Linked DNA regions of Mus musculus: region 1 is linked to region 2. The links are chromatin contacts, called in public promoter capture Hi-C maps. All regions are on one chromosome and are shown on one strand. The core of a region is the stretch at or near the end of the contact, and the rest is flanking DNA. Distances in the headings are between cores, read along the strand shown.

Region 1 (5,477 bases), core at 890-3,389, 1.3 Mb before region 2:
AGAGTAAAAAAAAAAGTGTGGATCTGGGAAGATGAAGTTACATCTTCCCAGAAGCAAAAAGTGTTGATGGGATAAAATAAAAAGTGTTCATGGAACGCAGAAGACAGACAGACAGACAGACAGACAGACAGACAGACAGACAGACAGACACAGTCTTCCTGACCTCTACTCTTCCTCATCCTCCTCAGCCCATCTTCCCTCTCGCTGTCTACTGCACACACCAGTGTGGTCAACTCTGATGCTTGCCTGTGCTGGACCTCAGGAAGCACTTAGGGCCTGGCCAACCACTAACTAATACAATGTTATGTTCAAATCACACACTGAGTCGCTGACGTTAAGTGGCTAATTCCGAACTGCTGGTGGGGGCTGCAGAGATGCCACAGGTGAGAATACACAGAGCTCTTGCAAAGGACAGAATTTGGTTCCTCACACCCACTCTGGTGGCTCACAATTGCCTAAAAGTCTAGCTCCAAGGGATCACACACACTCTCCTGGACTCTGAGAGCATCTGCACTCATGTACACATGCCATAAACACACACACACACACAACTTTGAAACAAATCTAAAAACAAAACAAAACTTAGAAGTAATACATCTGGCAGTAATACCACATCTGGCTGTCTGTGCAGTTTCAAACTAAGCCAAAAAAACTATATTCTCTAAATTTTTCAGAGCGGTGGCAGAGGCAGATGGCTCAATGTGTAAAAAGCACAAAGCCGGGTGTGGTGAGGTGGACCTGTGATCCCTGCACTCCTATGGTGAGACAGAACACTCGAAGCTCCCTAGCCAGCCTGCCTGAATATACAACACAGAAACAAGCGTCAAGAGAGATCTCACCTACTAGGTGGAAGGTAAGGACTAAGACCCAAAGCTGTTCTCGGAAGCCTATACATGTGCCGTGGGTCCGTGCATCCTCACATACCAGCACATACACATTCTCTCAGTACATACATGTACACACAAAATACTTACTTGCCCTCTCATACAAATTAGCAACAGAAAAGCACGAAGAGATGTTAAGTACACGAATAATGATTAAGGGATGTTCAGCAAGCCCTGCCACACACCAGCTTCCAGTGAGAACACAAGCCCGTTTTAAACCTTTAAAGGCATCTTGTTTCTCTTCTCCATGCTGCAGGCATTTACACTGCACTGTAGTTACTTATTTATGTTAAGTCTAAAATGGACAGAAAATAGACAGAAAAGTGTTTTGCTATTTTCATTACTTAACATATAGTTGTGCTTGATAAATACTTGCTGAAGAAAGTATGACACAATATTATGTTTTTAAGACAAACACTCCTTGAGGCTTTGAGTCAGTACCATACAAAGTACGTGGGAACTTAATAACTTCTATAGTAACTACTAGTTTTCAAAGCGCGTCTTTGCCCAACCCGTTGGTCTAGACTAAACCTCAAGCTCTGCAAAGATTAACAGCCCTGTCAGGGGTGGGAATGAGGGTTGTCTGTCCGAGTACGTGATGCTTCCAAATAGAAAAATTAAAACTCAAGAGGGAGCCGGGCAGTGGTGGCACAAGCCTTTAATCCCAGCACTTGGAAGGCAGAGGCAGGCGGATTTCTGAGTTCGAGGCCAGCCTGGTCTACAGAGTGAGTTCCAGGACAGCCCGGGCTACACAGAGAAATCCTGTCTCGAAAAATCAAAACAAAACAAAAATCTCAACAGGGAGGAGAAACTTGGTAGGAGCCTATAGCTCAGGCTTTAGGTCATACTGGCTTTTTTCACTCGATTGACAGCTCATGTAATCCTCAAAGCACCCCATGAGAAAACACACGGAGGGTCTTCGGGCCTCCAAATCAGAAAGCCGGCCTCCTGAGGTCGGTCGGTACAGGCAACTTGAGGCGGACGCCCGGCTGCGTCCATCCAGCGGACCGATGTCTCCGGCCCCGCCGCCCCACCCCATCCCGCCCAGCCAACCCCGCCGCATACGTGCTTGGATGAGAGTGCAGTGACGCCACGGATGAGGCCGCCCAGCCTGGAGAAGAAGGGTGCTCTGGAGGCCGCAGGTCCTCCCAGCTGGTTCTGCAGGAAGAGCCCCGGCAGTGCGGTCAGCGTCCTCTCCACCATGTCGCTCATCGCTGCCTCCCTACGAGGCTACTTCGCGCTGACTCTCCCGGCCTCCGTAGTCACTTCCGGCGTTTTGAATAAGAAATCTTTATTCGCGCCGGAGCAGGACGAGCAGGATGAAGTTCCGGGAAACACCGCCTGGGGGCGCACGAGTCTAGGAGGAGAGAGGAGTTCTCTGGAGACATGAAGTTCATGATCATTCTATTAGCGGTGAAATGTGTGTGCATGATCTTGTATTTTCTCGAACTTCCCAAGGTTAATGAATTCGTGCCATTCCCCTGTCCCAGCCTCCAAGTGCTGGGATTACAAACCTGACCTACCATCTTTATAGTGTTCTTAACACCTGTAGGAGCTCTTATCTCTGAAACTTTGTCTGTGATAAGTGAAATTTTTTTCTTAAATCTTGAAGTTGTTCTTGTACCTACACCTCAACAAAAGAAAAAGTTTGCCTGACAGAATAGTTATGCAAAGATAAAGTTTAGGGCTGGTGAGATGGCTCAGTGGGTAAGAGCACTGTCTGCTCTTCCAAAGGTCCTGAGTTCAAATTCCAGCAACCACACGGTGGCTCACAACCATCCATAATGAGATCTGACGCCCTCTTCTGTTGCGTGTCTGAAGACAGCAACAGGGTACTTATTTATAATAATAAATAAATCTTTTTTTAAAAAAGTTTAATTTATTGAAAAATCTCAATATTTAAATTATTTAAAACAGATTTTCTTTAGAATTTAATATTTTATGCCTACGTAAAGTTTTGTTTACTGTGTGTGTGTGTATGTGTGTGTGTGTTTTTTTAACTTTAGGCCCTTTCACTAGTTTAAATTAGAAAACTTACTTTCCAGCCATGTAGTGGTTGTTGCCTGAAATCCCAGCCCTTGAGACTGGAAGGAGGAGCAAGAAAATTCAAGGGCATCACCGGCTCCATATCAAGTTCAAAACAAACCTGAGTTATATGAAACCCTGTCTTAACTTTCCCCATCCCCCAATTTTTTTCTTCCACCTAAAAAATATGCTGGGGAAAGCTGATACATTTCTGACTCGGGTGAAAGGAACGCGGCTACACTGCCAAAAAGTAAAGTGAAACTTTCCTTCCCCTGGCCTGGGTGATGTTCACTATCCCCCTTAGTCCGTCTTATCCAATAGAGCTTTTTCAAATTGTGCTGTGGTGCCAGTAAAACAGGGTCATTGTTTGGACCAAAGTTTAAAGGAAGAAAAATTACACATTTGAAACAGAGACATGGTAGGCTATATAAAAAGCAAAACTCTGTTGTTCCTGCTTTTCAAGCAGCACTAAAACTTCTTTTTTTTATTTATTTTTTTTTCTATTTTTTATTAGGTATTTAGCTCATTTACATTTCCAATGCTATACCAAAAGTCCCCCATATCCACCCACCCCCGCACTAAAACTTCTTACACAGCTTTCATTAGCATACTGAATTGGCTAGAAAATTATGCAACAGCTTAAAAGGCTCAAAAATGCCAAACCTGTAGGTCGTGGCCATAGAACAGCTTTAGAAACCACAAGGAGGTGGTCAGTGACCTGAGAGGGAGCCAATAGGCAAGGTGATTCCTTGGTACTGCGGAAGCGGGGTCTAGACAGCTTAAAAGAATTCAATTTAGAGCTGTATGAGGTGGCATACACTTTAATCCCAGCACTCAAAAGGCAGAAGCAGGTGGATCTCTGAGTTCTAAGCCAGCCAGGGCTATACAGAGAAACGCTGTCTCCAAACGTCAAAAGCCAAAAATAAATAAATAAATAATTCGGCCTAGGACTTCAGCCAGGCATAGTGGCACAAACAGGCCTTTAATCACAGTGCTGGGAGGCAGAAGCAGGTGGATCTCTGTGAGTTCGAGGGCATCTAGGTCTACATAGTCAGTTAAGAGCCGCCCAAGGCTGTCTGGAGATTTTGTCCCAAAACAAAACAAAAACCACTACAAAAAGTTCCATTGTTATACACAAGTGGGCGCCAGCGGAACGGCCATTGGCCCTAACTCAGACTTCCCAGCTCTTGGCTCTATAACTCATGTACATTGAATTTCAGGTCCAGGTTCTTTAACAACAAAGAAAAAAAAACCAAAACAACAACAACAAAACAGAAATCTCAAAGTCCCTTTTGTTTTACTTTTCTTTCTTGAGAGGAGGAAATTTACTTGGAGGAATATCAGCTTGCTCTGAAATCTGAAAGTGTATTGGGGAGAGCCAAATTGGGCTCTCCAGGGGAGAGGCAGCGGCTGCAGCCAAAAGAAATGGCTTTTAGGCATTAGATGGCTCAGAGTTAGGAGCAGGTGCAGCTGTGGCAGAGGACCGGGGTTCAATTCTCAGCAAAGGCAACTCACACCACCTGTAACTTCAGTTTTAGGGGATTCAACAACCTCTTCTGTCTCTGAAGACATCTGCACACCTGGGGTGAACATGCATACACATAGGCACACACATAAAAACATAAAAATAAAATAAATAAATCGTGTACAGAGAAGAAAGGGAGAGCTGAAAGAAGTGGTTCCATTTGCCTGCCCCAGGGTGAGACACGCTGTTCATCTCCTCTCCCGCTGTGAGCAAGTCACACGTCACACAGAACTTTGCCTGTATTTTGTTTTCTCTGCTTTGACTCCTAACCTGGAGGCTGTGTCCACAGTGTTCCCCACTCCCCCGTGCAACCCGAATCAGCCTGGCATTCGCTGGAAGAGTTCTGTGTTCACTGGATAAATCCCTCTACAGCAGATTCTTTGTGGTGAAAATCTCTATTTAGCTATAAGTCTTCCGTGTCTCAGCTTATATTGTCTAAGTAGTTTAAACCACGGTCTGTGAGACGAAACGATGTTCTGTTCCACGCTGCGTATTTAGACAGTCCAGTTGAACTACCTGTAAAGAGATTTAATCTACAATTGTTTTTGCTTTTCCCCAAGCAGCTTAAGAAAGAAACAGAATTAAAAAAAAAAAAAAAAAAAAAGAAGAAACAAAACAACAACCAAAAAACCTAGGGCACTCTATGCTCTTTGAGCATCTTCCTATGCGCACCCATCTTAGCAGCTCAGCGCCCAGGATGTCTTTGTAAGGACTTTTCCTAACCATCTACAAGATCCAGGATGAGGAAAAGAAAAAAGCTCCATTTAGAATGCCCAGTGCGGAGTGGGACAGAAAGAGGCCAGGGCTCAGCCGGGAATCAAGCTAAGCTAACAGGAGTAAAGTAACCCTGGAAGTTCTGTTCCACCGGAGGGGATCTGGAGGCTGTGCTGACTAACGAGAATCAGGGCTTTAAAAACTGCTTGGCCTCGGGCTGGGGAGATGACTCCGTGGGTTAAAGGCACTCCCCAGAACCCACATGGTGGAAGGGGAGGACTCCCACAAGCTGTCCTCAGACTCCCACATGGGTAAGAAAGCACACACAC
Region 2 (5,812 bases), core at 2,296-4,795:
GCCTGCCCCAGCCCTATGGTGCCCATCTTATAGATAAGAAAATGGCACAGCTTACTGAAGAGCCCGCTCTCACATTAATGGCTTTTCTACCCCCACCAATGGTACTAGGGACGAAACCCATGGCCTCATGCATGCTAGGCAAGCATCACCTATCTCCTTCTCTTAAGTTATTATTAGCTTTGAACTCACTCTAGTCCAGGCTTTGCTTGAGCTTGTATCCTGCTACCCCAGTCTCCTATGTAGCTGGGATTACAGGTCAGTCACTAAGCCAGTCCAGCTGAGGGTCCTTTTCCTACACTGAGCTGCCAAATACACAGTGCATGTGGGCAGCGGGCAGGCCATCAAGGTTTCTCATAACCTGTAGCCTGGCTTTATCTTTGCTTCTAAGAGGTCTTTGGTGAGCTGCCTACAATTCCTTATCTCTGGCGGCTTTGCAGAGTAGAGGCAGGAAAGCAATAGGTGGGAGACCAGTTACTTTCTGGCTGATCTGGGATGGCAGACTCCGTTAGGCATCTCCACAATACTGGAACCTGTAAGAAGAAATCCCCACCTCTCCTTTCCACCACCAGGGAGCAATGAGCCTGCAGTCTCAACAAGGGCCAGCATCTAGATGTGGGGTTTCTGATCATCAGGTGGCAGTGGGTCTGGCAGCCGTATGTCCGGCGCCATCATCACTCACCAGCTGGAGTCAGGCTGCACAACTTACTTTCCTTTACTTTAGTACAACCAGTTTAAACGTATCCTGGACTAGCTTACAATTGAGTGAGACTCAGACTGTGGTTGTTTTATTCGGCTTTGACAATTACTGGGAGTTACTCCTAATCTGCTCTTCTAAGTGCTGGCCTGGCTACCTCCCCAGTGGTGCACCTCAGATACTTGCTGTTTCTCCTGGTCACATGCTCATGATCCATCTCCCTTCATGGTGGCTTCCTCCTCTCCTCTCATTCTTTCTCCTTCTCTTCCTGGTCTCTCTTCTCCACCCTCAACCAGGTAACTCAAAACCCACCTACCTCTAGCCTCTCCAGTAATTAGCTGTAGACAATTTTATTTAACCAATCATTTTTTGTTTGTTTTTGTTTTTGTTTGTTGAGACAGGGTTTCTCTGTGTAGCTCTGGCTGTCCTGGAACTTACTCTGTAGACCAGGCTGACCTGTCTCTGCCTCCCAAGTGCTGGGATTAAAGGCATGGGTCACTACTGCCAGGCTAACCAATCATTTTAAATCAAGGAACAAGGTTTGCACAACAAAAGTGTGTAAATGTGAGAATTCACTTGTAGGCCTAGATCTTCAGGTACAGAATTTAGCATTACAATCCATTGCAACAGACCAAACATTAACACTTTATGCCACAGTGCAGACAGTTGTTAATACTACTGGCACACAGGCATTACCTGGTGGGCTAGCTCTAGTGACCATTACTTAGTGTTGTCTTTGTTTCTGTTTCTAGTGGGAGACGATATATTGGCCCTTTTCTCCCCATATACCTTCTTAGCCAGCCATCTCCAGGGCTGCTGGACAGAGGGACAGCTTTTCAGCGGGTGATAGTGAATGTCTTCCAGGCTCCCAGGACAGAGAAGTAGCTCACAGCGTCATGCTTGCTGGTCCACCTAGCTCAGCCTGCAGCCCCCAGAGTGCCCTATCATGCTGGTCTGGTCAGCACAATGCAGAGCTGCCTAAGAGGGCCTTCTAGGTCACTCAGGCCTACAGGCAGAACGGCATCCTGAGGTCTTGTTAGAGTTTTCAGCATCACCACCTTTCCCAGACACAGACGAGCATTGGGAATAGCTTCTTGAGACAGTGTTCCTTCCTTGGTGTCCCTTACTTTGTGGTACTTTTCCTTTTTGGTTGCCTAAGATGACATAGTATACTCTAGCAGTTGGGAACACTACTTCAATGGAGACACCCTGGTTCCATTGGCCTTTAATTTGCTTATTTATTTTAACGATTTATCTTATTATTTTAAAAGTATAGGTGTGTGCCGTTTTTAAGTGTGTGTGTGTGTGTGTGTGTGTGTGTGTGTGTGTGTGTGTGTGTGTGTGTGTTTGCAGGTGGCCATGGAGTCCAGAAGAGGAGATCAGATCCTCAGGAGCCAGAGGTACTGTGAGCTACCTGACACAAACCCTTTCAGGTCCTCTGCAAGAGCAGTACACGTTTTTAACTACTGAGCCATCTCTCCAGCAACCTTTTAAAAAATGCTGCCCAGGATGCTTCGGAGATGCAGGTACTCTCCCGGAGCATTGTGGGGATGTTTTACAGGGACTGTAGCTATTTCATATGCTCCCACACGTCATTCATTAGCTGCCACTCACAGACAAGGCCATTACCACTCACAGGAACTTCTCTCAAGGTAGTGGGATGTTACTGTGGCATGGCATACGGTAAGGTGGGACCCAGAGGAGAAGGCAGAGATGAAAGAGAAGCATGCGTAGCAGTAGAGGTACTAGCGGATTTTTTCAGTCTTACTCCCTCCTCCTCCCACCTTCCACTCCCCTGATCCTGTCTCCCTAGGTTCCGGGTATATGAGTTCTGATTTAGCCATTCCTTTCGTGTTTGCCAAATGTGGAGGTGCAAAAAGAAAGTCAGAAAGGAAGGTATAGGACGCCACAAAAGGCCTTCCCAGTGGATAGAAAAAGCTCACAAAGTTGTCAGGCAGGATACTAACAAGCCGTTCTGAGCCTAAGCACAAAAGCTTGGCGGCGGCGAGGCGCCTTTGTCTCCTAGTCACCTGCACTGGTTTCATTCAAACCTGTGTTTGGATGGCCCTGGAGTTCAGGCTAAGTCCTGAGCACTCGAGAGCCCGTGGTCAATGAGAAGGTGAGGTGGCCTTCTTCCCAGATTCTCTTGGCTGCTGCCTTAGTATTCGAAATCATGAATAGTCTCAGGTACTGGAGCCAAGGCTCACAGAGAAACGCAACCTCAGCTGCTTCCTCCCGGAGACTCTCACCCCACCCCCACCCCAAGGTCTCAGCAGTCCGCTCTTCTCAGCTCCTGAATGAACCTGCATTTCCTCTGCCCAGCTGGGGCTCAGGCTTCCTGTGGGCTCAGCCTTTACGGTTGTCTTCCCGGGGCCTTTGATGGGCTCAGGAAATTGTATCAGACAGAAGATGGGGCGGCAATCAATTAAAAAAAAAAAAAACGTTTCTAAGAAAAACGAATCTAGGCTTTGAACAAGAGTTGTTTGTGTAACATATGCCCTAATGTCCATGGAACAATATATCTAATTTCTAGCTCCTTTCTCGCCCCTCCCCATCTTAACAAGAAAGGAAATCGATTTTTAACCTTCTGATTCCCAGCATACTGACGATCCAGGAGCAAAGATTGCCTTTACTTTTAACCCATTCATCAGATATTACCCTCCCTTTTCTCTGCCCGGCTTCGTTTCTCCCGGCTACTAGTTAGTATATTCACGGTGCATGACTCATGAAGCTGCAGCCTGATTGGATGAAAACCAAATCGCACCCCCCACACCCCCACCCCCGCGCCGCCCCAAACGGGTCAGTCAATTACAGCTATTCTCGGCTCCATTCACAGATTTATTAGCTCTCACACAACGAGGGAAATTCATTCGGCAAAGTTCATTCATAAAAATTTCAACAGCCTGGGTATCGTCTGCTCAACTCAGCCTTTTGCTGTGCACAGGCTCCTCCTGAAAAAAGCCTGCAGGAGAGTACAGGAGGGAAGGGCGCCCTGAGAAGGGGTGGGCCGGCCGGGATCGGACCCGAGCCACACAGAGGATGCCCGGACCTCAAGCTGGAGGAACAATGCAGACCAGCGCCCGTCGCTAGGACTCCTGGCTGGTGGCCCAGAACCAAGATCCTCCGAGAGAGGGCAGCCGTCATAACCCCAGCCCATACAGAAGGGCCTTTGACTCTTATGCGCTTTTTTATTTTTCCCTTTGAAATGAACAGTCACGGGAACAAATAAAGGGTTAATGGGCTAGTCCCTGCCCCGCCCCGTGGGAGCTGGAGGGGAGCAGGTTTGAAAGTTCCTGTGCGCAGAGGAAAAGGGGGTAAATATTTCTGCTAAGACTAGAGGCGTGGTGGCACCCGCTGCCCCAGCCTGGGGGACGGGACTCCGGGGCGAAGACACCCCCGCTCCCACCCCACCCCACCCCCCGCGCTCCGGGGGCCTCTGCCAGGGCCTGGAAGGGCCGGCCTGCAATCAGAGCTGGGGAGGCGTCCTCCGGGACTGTCATCCTTGAGCAGTCTCGGACCCGGGCTGGTGACCGCCAGAGCAGGAGAGGTGACTGTGGCGTGGGTCTACCGGACTGCGAGGCACTTTAGGCTGCGGTGCCCAGTCTCAGCACTGCTAAGGCTATGCGAGAACGCAGCCAGGACAGCCAGGCAGGACTCACGCTGTATGTAGGACTCTTTGGGCACCTGGGGATGCTTCACAGGACCAAGTACAGCCGCTTTCGGAACGAGTCCATCACGTCTTTGGACGAAGGGAGCCCCGGAGGCTCCGTTGGAAACAAGGGCTCGTCGCCGCCTCCCTACCCAGCCCTGGCCCCTCACCTGCCGACTGAGGATGCCACTGTGTCCAGCCAGGAGAGCCCCACGGCGCTGTGCACCTTGATTCCCCGTATGGCAAGCATGAAGCTGGCCAACCCCATCACTTTTCTGGGTCTGAAAACCTTCTGCTTGGGTACGAAACAGGTGAGCCGGTTGAAGCTCCAAGAGAACCAGGATCAGACTCCAAGCCGTCCAGCGTCCCCAGAATCCAATCTAAACAGGACTGGACCTGCACCTGCACCGGATCCGGACCAGGTGGGACGCAGGCCCACCTCTTTGCGTCCTGATACTTGCCCACTGCCTGGCCCTGGAGAACCAAGCCCCAGGAGCAAGCAGGACGGGCCCCCTCTGCAGCACCTGTTGGGGAACGGTCTGAACTACTGTGTGCGGGTAAGTCCCTTAAGGCCTACTCCCTGAGCACTCACAGGAAGGGCAGCTGTGCTCTCTGCGGGGACTTCGATTTAACCTGGCTGGGCTCTAGATTACAAGACATACCGCTGGATCAACCGAAGGGAGAGTTGGCCTTAGAGATTTCCTACAGGGATCTGACACATGCCAGAGTCAGATCCACTTTGCTCCAAGGGTGTGAGCCATTGCTAACCCATAGGCAGCTGTTGGCTCAGACATAGCTTCTCATAGAGACAGATAAGATGGCAACTGAGACGTGGTATAAAAGGGATTTGACGTGGTTTTATTTATTTATTTATTTATTTTGGAATCGACATTTCAATGTTCAGCAATTGATGCATCTGTGAGAGTACTCAGGGACTCTGGGACAGGGGAGCCGGGTGTAGCTGGGTTCTGAGATTTATGAGAAGGTGTATCTATGGTAGAAAGGTTGATTCAGGACAGGCGCAAGAGTAGATCAAAGTCACTGTGGGGTCTTCGGGGAAGCTTGGGGTTTGTCCTGGAGAGGGCACGGAGAGGTGGAGGTGACGGCTAGCACAGTCCCCAGGGACTGAACAAATTAGAACAGGGAAGAAAGGGAGGTCATCAAAGCTCTTCAAGGGCCAAACAGAGAGGCTATAAACACTGGTGAGCAAGATCCTCATAGGTCCGCAGGCATATCGTGAATGTAGGTCTTAAAAGATTCATCTGATGATTTATTTAACTTGTGCTGAAGCAGGAAGAGATCCTCGAGGCCAGTGAGAATGCTTGCTGTTCTTCATGGAGGGTGTAGCTGAGTTAGGATGAAGACTAGAGAATGAAGAATAACTTCCAAAGTTAAGTCCTGGATGATACTCAGGATGCCAGAGTCAGCAGAGTCAATTGGGAAGGGGACTCATCAGTTTGCACTTGACC

The links. Promoter capture Hi-C pulls out the DNA fragments that hold promoters and counts their contacts.
Region 1: a promoter capture Hi-C map of stem cell-derived epiblast-like cells shows a contact between it and region 2, with 3 times the contacts expected there. The contact joins the promoter of Ap4e1 here to the promoter of Shc4 in region 2. A contact is called at or near these places in 2 of 39 promoter capture datasets (embryonic stem cells and stem cell-derived epiblast-like cells) and 1 of 115 datasets of contacts at active chromatin or transcription factors (astrocytes).

What each region holds. Positions count from the first base shown.
Region 1 is chr2:127,005,373-127,010,849 of GRCm38.p6, reverse strand. It overlaps Ap4e1 (adaptor-related protein complex AP-4, epsilon 1), which reads right to left and starts at 2,139. Exons shown (of 21, transcript NM_175550.3): 1 at 1,950-2,139. The coding sequence starts at 2,096.
Region 2 is chr2:125,721,881-125,727,692 of GRCm38.p6, reverse strand. Shc4 (SHC (Src homology 2 domain containing) family, member 4) reads left to right here and starts at 3,545. Exons shown (of 12, transcript NM_199022.2): 1 at 3,545-4,900. The coding sequence starts at 4,316.